Regions from separate parts of the Gasterosteus aculeatus genome. Here all the other regions are linked to region 2. The links are chromatin contacts, called in public Hi-C maps. All regions are on one chromosome and are shown on one strand. The core of a region is the stretch at or near the end of the contact, and the rest is flanking DNA. Distances in the headings are between cores, read along the strand shown.

The links. A called contact is a pair of places that touch in the nucleus more often than the background predicts.
Region 1: a contact with region 2 is called in a Hi-C map of tail fin, with 3 times the contacts expected there. The contact joins two enhancer-like sites. A contact is called at or near these places in 3 of 6 Hi-C or Micro-C datasets (skeletal muscle, tail fin and whole body).
Region 3: a Hi-C map of tail fin shows a contact between it and region 2, with 2.8 times the contacts expected there. The contact joins two enhancer-like sites. A contact is called at or near these places in 2 of 6 Hi-C or Micro-C datasets (skeletal muscle and tail fin).

The regions. Positions count from the first base shown.
Region 1 is chrX:6,198,278-6,201,129 of fGasAcu3.hap1.1, forward strand. It overlaps ccnd2a (cyclin D2, a), which reads right to left. Exons shown (of 6, transcript XM_040162197.2): 3 at 2,247-2,462. The coding sequence starts at 2,417. Among protein-coding and RNA genes, the nearest start is that of tigara, 19 kb to the left of the region's middle. Within about 2 kb of position 1,429, at least 3 of the 9 cell types and tissues checked have open chromatin away from gene starts, as enhancers often do.
Region 2 is chrX:6,240,390-6,243,089 of fGasAcu3.hap1.1, forward strand. All of the region lies in intron 1 of ccnd2a (cyclin D2, a), which reads right to left. Among protein-coding and RNA genes, the nearest start is that of tigara, 61 kb to the left of the region's middle. Within about 2 kb of position 1,367, at least 5 of the 9 cell types and tissues checked have open chromatin away from gene starts, as enhancers often do.
Region 3 is chrX:6,288,167-6,291,024 of fGasAcu3.hap1.1, forward strand. The region is part of intron 1 of ccnd2a (cyclin D2, a); the gene reads right to left. Among protein-coding and RNA genes, the nearest start is that of ccnd2a, 16 kb to the right of the region's middle. Within about 2 kb of position 1,450, at least 2 of the 9 cell types and tissues checked have open chromatin away from gene starts, as enhancers often do.

The DNA of each region.
Region 1 (2,852 bases), core at 179-2,678, 42 kb before region 2:
GCATCTGGGGACTTTCCATAAGAGGCCCACCAGAGGTTGTACAGTGTGTGTGTGTGTGTGTGTGTGTGTGTGTGTGTGTGTGTGTGTGTGTGTGTGCACGCGCGTGTCCCATTATTTTTCTATATTGCATCTTTCTGCCAATTCTGTTCTGTAAATAAATTCACCCCTTTCGGAGTAAACGGAGCGGCACGTATAGTAAGATACCTCACAGGAAACACCGTGGGCAGCGTTTGAAGTGCAGTTTTGAATCACACGTAACTCTACACCTATTCTGTGTCATCGGACTCGGAAGAATTCAATTCTCTGTACTTCACAAATCACTTTTAACGCGGCTCTCGTGGCAAATTGTGGAGGGACAACGGGCGTGGTGTTCTGCTCTGTAAAGGGTGAATCATTACTTTCACTTCCTTGAGGAGGAAGTGATTAACGGAAGAGGTGGTGACTAATTCGGGAAAAATTTTCGTGGTTTGGTTCCGGACTGCAGCCTTGTGACCGGGACCAAGGATGCTCTTTATTTTCCCTTTCAGTGAGAGAGAGAGAGAGAGAGACCACATGGACTCAGTCATGAGACAAGTCAACATGGCTACCACTGACCCGGCATGCTTATCCAAGGGCCATTTCTCAGCTGTTTCCTCAGCTCTGTGATGCTACGAACACGGATAGAAGTGGTGCAGAGGGTTTTAAACAAAACATCAACAAAAACAAAGATTGTGTTTGTACCCACTGATACCCATGAGGGAGGAAGCGAGAATTGGAAAGCACCTCCGACTGAAAAAAGGTTAAAAATATCTTCATCTGCTTGCTTGAAGGTGTGTAACCACGATGTGAGAGATTCAACAATTTGATCATATGCAAATCATGGCCCAACAGTGGCCTGTTGATTGCGTCAGCCCGAATGTCTGCAACGAGGCTGCCCCCTGCTCTCAAAAGCCTCTTTCCACCGGAGACGGCAAGCCGGATTCAGGCCTACAGCGAGGGCCGTGAAGAACCTTGCAACACAGGCTCGGTACTGACGAGAGTGGCAGGCATGCAGGCACCCACTTCCTTCTGCTATAGTGCCTTCCTCTGGTCACACCATCTTTGTAACATTGCGGTTCTCTTTACAAGAAATTGTTACCAAAGACAAGGACAAAAAGAGAAAAAAAAACGATCACATGCCCCGAGCAGCTGATCTCCGTTTCCTGTATCTGCATGTCAGCCAAAATACTGCCTTATACAGAAACAGAGCGAAGAGGCCCCGGCAAACCAGTTGGGACTGAGGGCTGGGTCTTCAGACTGATCATAAAAAGTAGGACGTTTTTTGTTTTTTTTGTTGTCAAGTGCAGCAAAAAGATTACCGTTTTATTACACGAGTCCGCCCCGTCTAACACCACTTTCCCATTTGAACGCATGTCACCCCTACAACCACGATACGCTGACCATTGCACCTTTCCCTGAGTCAGAGTATGTGGCCTCTTTCACAACATGGGTGGGATTGGCTGTTGTTTACTAAGGAATGTTTATGAAGCACCACAGAGCGGTGGGGAAACACTTATCTGATGTGAAACTGAGTCAATTAGGTGGTAAGAGCCGGTACCATCAGGCCTCAGGGAACATAGCACAGTCTAATGGCATTTTGCCGACTCTAAAAGACACCTGCAAGCCCCACTCACTTATGTGCTTCGCTGTGACTGGGACCTACATTTCATCGCTGAAAAATGTGTGAGGAGCAAAAATAGCGCCGCATGACATAACATCAGAAATGCTTGCATCAATGGTTATTTTTGGACAGAGGCTGAACTGTAAAAGGCAAACTTGTATTTCTCTGTGTCTCTCCCTCTAAGGCTGACAGGAACAGAGTCAGAACTTTGGCCGAGGTTCAAGCTGACCTCGTTGCTCTGTGAAAATATCTGCCAGTAGATGGCGATGGAGACCATTGCACGGCCGCGATGGTTACTGTAAAGCCCAGTGGGTCTGGTACAGTGAAGAGATTCATTGTGGAACAATTCAGTGTGAGGCTTTCGCTTTTCGTGCACCTCTTGATGATGGCGCGACACGACAGAGCCGGTAAAAAGAGAACAACCCTGCAGGTACATTTATAAAACAAACGCACTTGAATACCATAAAACCAACTAAACACCCCCCCCCACCCCGCTTTTCAAGACAAAACGTACATACATCATGGTGTCTTGCTTATGTCAACAACATGAATCGTCATAGGAACGACAGTGAATTTTGTGAAAAGTGTTAAACCAACGTTTGCTTACCAGCAGTTCTTGTGGTCTGATGGAGTTATCTGTGTAGATGCAAAGCTTCTCTGCGGTTAATGGACGGGTCTCTTTCAATTTGGATGCAAGAAACATGCACACTGCTCCCAGCAGCTGCAGGTTGCACTTTTTGGTGGGTACCACAGCTAAAAATCTATCTAAGTAGTTCATGGCCAGGGGAAAAACCTCTTCCTCGCACTTCTCCTCCTCACAAACCTGAAGAACGAGACAGCAGACAATGCAGCAATGTTCAACGTTTGGAATCAGTAACCCACCCTGGAGTGAGCGGACTTATTTTCCAGCACTTTAGAATGTGTATAAAACTTTTATGAGAAAACGAAACAAAACTCTAATCACATAAAGAGCACATATAAATTCAATGACACGCATAGTTGGGGCCGGGCCAAGAATTTGCGCCCAGCCCCAATCGGTTGCGACATCAGAAATTAATTCGGAATAGATTGTTTCATAAAGAAGGAAATAAGTCCCAAAGGCATATTGTCAATAGAGTGGCTTTCATGTAGTCCAAAAAGAAATGAATTCAAGTCACAATTACACGAGCCAAAAAACGATCCCGACAGAGCAGCACACGGAAACACATTTTTT
Region 2 (2,700 bases), core at 117-2,616:
GATTACAGCTAATTCCTGCGTCACCTCCCCGTGCCCCGGCACATTCCACTGGCTGTTTCAATTTTGGATTGAGGTATTTGCCTTCTTTTCTCTTCATTTAGCAACTTGAAAAAGGTCCTGTGATCGAGCTCTTTGCAAATAAATCTCATTCCCTCCCAAAGGGATGTGACTAAGGTTTAACTGTTTTTGGACAAAAGTCCACATGACATGAGTGGGACGGACTCCTGTGTGATTGGTTGATAATTACCATGTTTGGAATGATGGAAAGCTTCTTGGAAATCTGTGTCTCAACTCTTCATGGGCAGTTTATTGCACATGAAAGGAGAAAGGCGCCGTCACTGATTAACAGAAGCCAATATGTCAACTACAACAACTACCTCTGGTGAACCCTGATTCAGTAACAATACATCAACTAGCTATCTAGAGGTAGAGTTCACTCGCTCTCTCCAAATACACACACCTTAGAGGTACATGTAGATTTATTAAGAAAGATGATATTTTTTGCATTTTTTGCAACATTTGGACAGTAACGCCCATAACGTTTATTAAAAGAATATTGATTTTTTCAATTTAGTCACACCTTCTGTGACTCATAATCAAATGGGTGGGCCTGTAGAGATATTGTGAATAGGCTGTGCAGCTCACCGCCTGGATCAAAACGAAGCTACGCTGACATAACGGTACGTTGGTCGCCTCAGATCGACAGCAAACAGGATGTTTCTTTGGATCCGCTAGCGATGGATGTGAAACAAAAAGGTGAAGTTGCGAGCTGCAGGCTTCAGGTCTGTAACAGCTGAGAGCTCTCGCTTTGACTCAGCGTAATGAAAGATCGCTTTTCTGCTCCATCATGAGCCGAACCACTGGTTGCTAGAAGTTCATACAAAAAATGGGGATGACAATCTCCACTAAAAGACCAATAACTCACAAGGTTTGGAATCGGATTCATATTTTTTGCCAAAGTGGAATAAGTTAATTAAGTTTTTTCTTTATATTCCTGGGAAATCATTTCTTGAGGTTGATCGCATAATCTTCTTCCTTCCTAGATGTTCTCAAGAGATTTGAGGCAAGCAAGGGAACAAAGAACAAATAAATCCTAATAATAATGCAGTAACATTTTTGAGAGAGTGTTGCATTCAAAGTGAAGCTAACCCCAGTCCTTCTGGACAGTGTGGTTTGAGGTGCTGAACCGCATTGAATTTGTGTTTCCCTCATTTTGTCCACCGTAATCTGATGCGGTGAATCTGGGCTGAATAACTTCTATCGGGACGAATGTGCGCGTGAAGGCACCGTACGTCCTGTTTGCCTCTCCGGCTCTCAGCACAGCGGTGGCGGCGGGTTCTCACTCGCCCTTTCCTCTGTGCCTTCCAGCAGCTGCAGTCAGCCGGTCTGACTAGCGCCCTCTGTGAGCGGCAGGCACTAAATGTTTCTGCAGAACACTAACCGGCGGAGCAGGGCAGGCAGCTGGACAGGCAGCATGGCCACCGGGAGCCCTCATGGCAGAGACAGTGGTGCAACCCCACCCCGAGGAACAGCTGCTCCGCCATCAATCACACTTACACCACCGACATGGGATGAGCAACTTATGTTACTTATGTTTCCGGAACCATTCGCTATGAGGCTTCGACAACGTCTTTCATTTTCTTAAAATAACAACAATAAGTGAATTTGAATTTGTCGGCGCTACAAACATACAAAATGTGAATACAATGTTCTTGCTTGCACCTAATGTAAATTTAAGCTTTTGTCACAAAAAGATCCCACTGCTCACACTGATATTGCTTCTGTTTGCGTGTGTGTGTGTGTTAACCAAATCAAGCAGCCAACCAAACAAAGCAGAGGGCAGGATGTGTTCCTTTAGACTCGGGGGCCAATCGCCAAGGCGGTGTCGGTAGATTTCACGTCAAGTCACGTCACGCATGCACGGTCGACCGCGGGAGAGCTAACGGAAAGCTAATGATAATTAGCGATATTTGCTCACTAACTCACACATTTAACCCTGGCTTAATCCAACCCGTGCAAGTCATCAAGTAAGGTCATGACCGAGAATGCGTGGGTTGATTGTGACGGTTCCCCGAGGGGCTCGTTGTTTAAAAAAAATATTGATTCGTTTTCCGCAAACGGTATGCAGCGCTGTCCTGTTTGGGTCCTGCTACTACACGTTCGCTGGGGGGGTGGGTGGATTGCCATTACTTGCTAATACTTGGCAATCTACCCACCATTGGTCTAAACCAGGGGTCCCCCGACCAATGGTAGATGAGGTTTGGATAAAGTGTGAAAATTGTCAAATTCATTTGTGGAAAAAAGCTACGGCTTACACCACAGGCCATAGAGAGTGGTTTAACGTGGAGAAATCTATTTAATCATGTGAAAAATACCTCCTGTCTTTTCACGCACAACACATTCCTGCTACTCGACACTCGACTGTGGCGTTTCATTTGAACTGTAGCTTTGGTTTCTTTCTTTCTCTTTCTTCCTGTCAGTTCTTTCACTATTACATTACTGAACATACTCTCATGTCTTGGTTACTGTCAGCTTGCACCTCGTGATTTCATTTTCTGGACATTTAAGAGCAAAACTCCAGTCTCCCTAACCTTTTATTGTTTCAATAAAAGGACATCATCTTCTGTTTACATAGCTTGAATACAGTGAGACGTTTTTTGTCTTTATTGGACGGATAAAGAGTGAGGTGGCAGACAGGGG
Region 3 (2,858 bases), core at 200-2,699, 48 kb after region 2:
CCTTTTAAGGCTCCGAAATTTCAGGGGTTGCAGCATCGCACCACTGCACGTAGGGGTGAAATGAATAGAAAGTAAGTAAATCGACATGAGAGATCACGAAAGTTGCTGAATGGATTCTTTTTGCAACACGCCGAATTCTTGGCACGTGCACACATGTGGACACAGAGCTGCATCTCCATCTGCTCATGCTCCGTGCTCGGGGAGACGTGGAAAATTACAGCGGGAGCGAACACTTGTGGCTTACGTCTCATCTTTGGTGTCAGAGAAGTGTGACTTAAAAGGGAGGAGAATGGAAGAGACAAACTATTTTCAACAACCGTAAAGCTCTGAGCTGTCGAAGACCAGAGCTTCAGAGTTCAGGAAAGGTATCTAGTTAAAACCAAGCTCACCAACTTGGCCCACGGTAACCAGCCTCCCATTTCCCGGCGTGTGAACATAGATGAATGGAAGAGAGTTGCGGGCCTCCATACGATGATATTGGAAAAGAAGGATTGCACATTGGAGAGAACAGGCCCGAGGCAGGCAAAGGGAGACGGACGTCAAGGCAGCTGCATCTGCTCTTGCGGTTATAATAGCTGCGATGGAAATACGTCAACCAAAGACCAAACATTTAATGTAAACCCCCATAAAATGAATGGAACCAAATGACGTTGGGTTCCCATGAACGGGTTCTCTTGTCCATTTAGGAAATGGCACCGTTCTAGAATTTCACTGTAATCGTATTGGTGCTTTTTCCACGCTGTGGGAGTGGTGCTATCTGCATTAATGACATACAGGGGAAATTTGATGGAACTTTTTCTGACTCATATATACATAAAGATGCGCTGCACAAAACCAAACGCACACGCACACACACACACACAAGCACATAGAAATGTACCCAAGCATCTGTGACGCTACTCAAACACACAGGATTCCAAATGGGGGTGTGAGCACCTGAGGAACACCTAAGGAGACCTTTGACTGTGAAGTGCAAGAAAGTCCAAAAACGACAAGTTAAAAACATCCTTATTTCGAAGACAAGGAGTGTTTTTTTTCTACCGCAGATTCCGTTTTTGTGGGCGCCACGCAGTCGACGACGCACCCGACCATAACGACATGAAGCTTAGTCTCTGGCCGGCCGAGAGAGGGTTCCAACTAAGATTGGAGACGGTCTTCAAACCGGATCTCAATTGTGTACATTTGTAATTATACAATGGTTGGCATCTTCCCTTTAGAGGAGGTCAAACATCTGGAATTGGGCACGACAGATGCTTTCCTTAACACAGTTAGACAGGAAGGGGAGAAGGAGAGAGAGAAAGAACAAACAAAGAAAGAACAAAAATAATATGGGGACGATTTGGCGAGACTAGTCAATGCAGGTTTTTCCTTTCTAGTGTGCAGGCATGTGAGGTATGTGCTGAATGAGGACACAAAAGATGAGTCCTTGCAGTTCCGCTCTTGGCCCAGATCACAGCAGTGGAGCAGCCAGAAGGCTATTCGATCAGTCAGTCAGCCCAACAGCCACAGCTGCAGCAACTAGTGCTGTTGTGGTCTCTCAGCAGCTTCTTGGAGACTGCAGTGCGCGTGCAGGCAGCCACACGAGCGTGCATCAACGCAGACGCCGCTGCAGAGCATACAAATGATTTGGAAAAAGCATTCTACCTGACCCTATTTTGCAAATCCACGATAGGTCGACTGTGTAAAGAGTTCCAGCAATCACAGCCTTTGCATCTGCAGTGTGCTCGGAAGGTCAAAGCCCCTCTTAAGGAGATGCAACTTGACGTTGGAACTTACTCAGACCAACACCATTTTCTAAGCAGTACAAAAATGTCAACACTGAGCACTGTGATTCCTTTACAAGGGGTTTTATGTGTCAGAGGATTGGAATACAGTGGCATTGTGCTGGGCAGCTTTCTTGGAATTCTTTTACTGCTGTTCAGAAATGGAAACTTGAGGATCCTTTCTTGCCATGAGTGAGAGGCGGAGCTGCGGGCGCGAAGCTTGTATTTTCTAGCAGGTCAAACGTGCTGATTGACTTACAGTGTACACCTGCTAGGCCCTCTGCAGACGGGGGTCCGCAAACTGTGCTTTGGTTGAAATGATGCCATTGAAATAGTTCATTCAGCTTTCACGTAAAGTACTGTCCGTGACACCTGCGCTCTACCTCCTGATGTTTGTATAATGTCCTAACATTAAGTGAGCCAATAGCATTCACTTCCCGAGCTTATTATTGCACACACTAGGTACTCAAAGAGAGCAATCTCACACGATTCCCTTGTAAAGAAACAAAAGAGGAAACTTCCCTCTGTGGGAATGGAAAGCACAAACACCGAAAGTCAAGGCAGCCCGGTCCGCCATTTGAAAATGGAAGAAAGGGCTGTGACAGTATCATCAGGACTTGATTCAGAACTGTGATGGGGTACGGCAGTCTTTGTAGGAGCTTTGTTGGAGAGAGCGTAAAAGGAATTAATAGATTATTGCTACTTTAAGGCCTGCAGTTGCAGTGTCATGTCATAGCACTAAATACGGTGCGATGTAAAAGTAAAACACCCAAGTTAAAATGGATGTGATGAGAGAGTGAAAATATGGCCGACTGTGTCAAACCTTTAGCAGGACGGCAAATCCAACTATCCTCAGACGCGAGGATATTATGTTGAAGACATCTGCTGCGAGTCCGTTCAAAAATGGCCGAAGACGAAAGCGGCGTCTCACACCTAGACGGGTTGTTTGACAAAGACATGAACCACATTTGACACTTCGTCCCATTTACCCGTCAGAGAAAGACAACCTAACCTGCGTCAGAGCAAACACCAGCAAACGTCACTCAAGTTTCCCAAATCCCAACAATGAGTCAATTATACCTTACCTCAGTCATT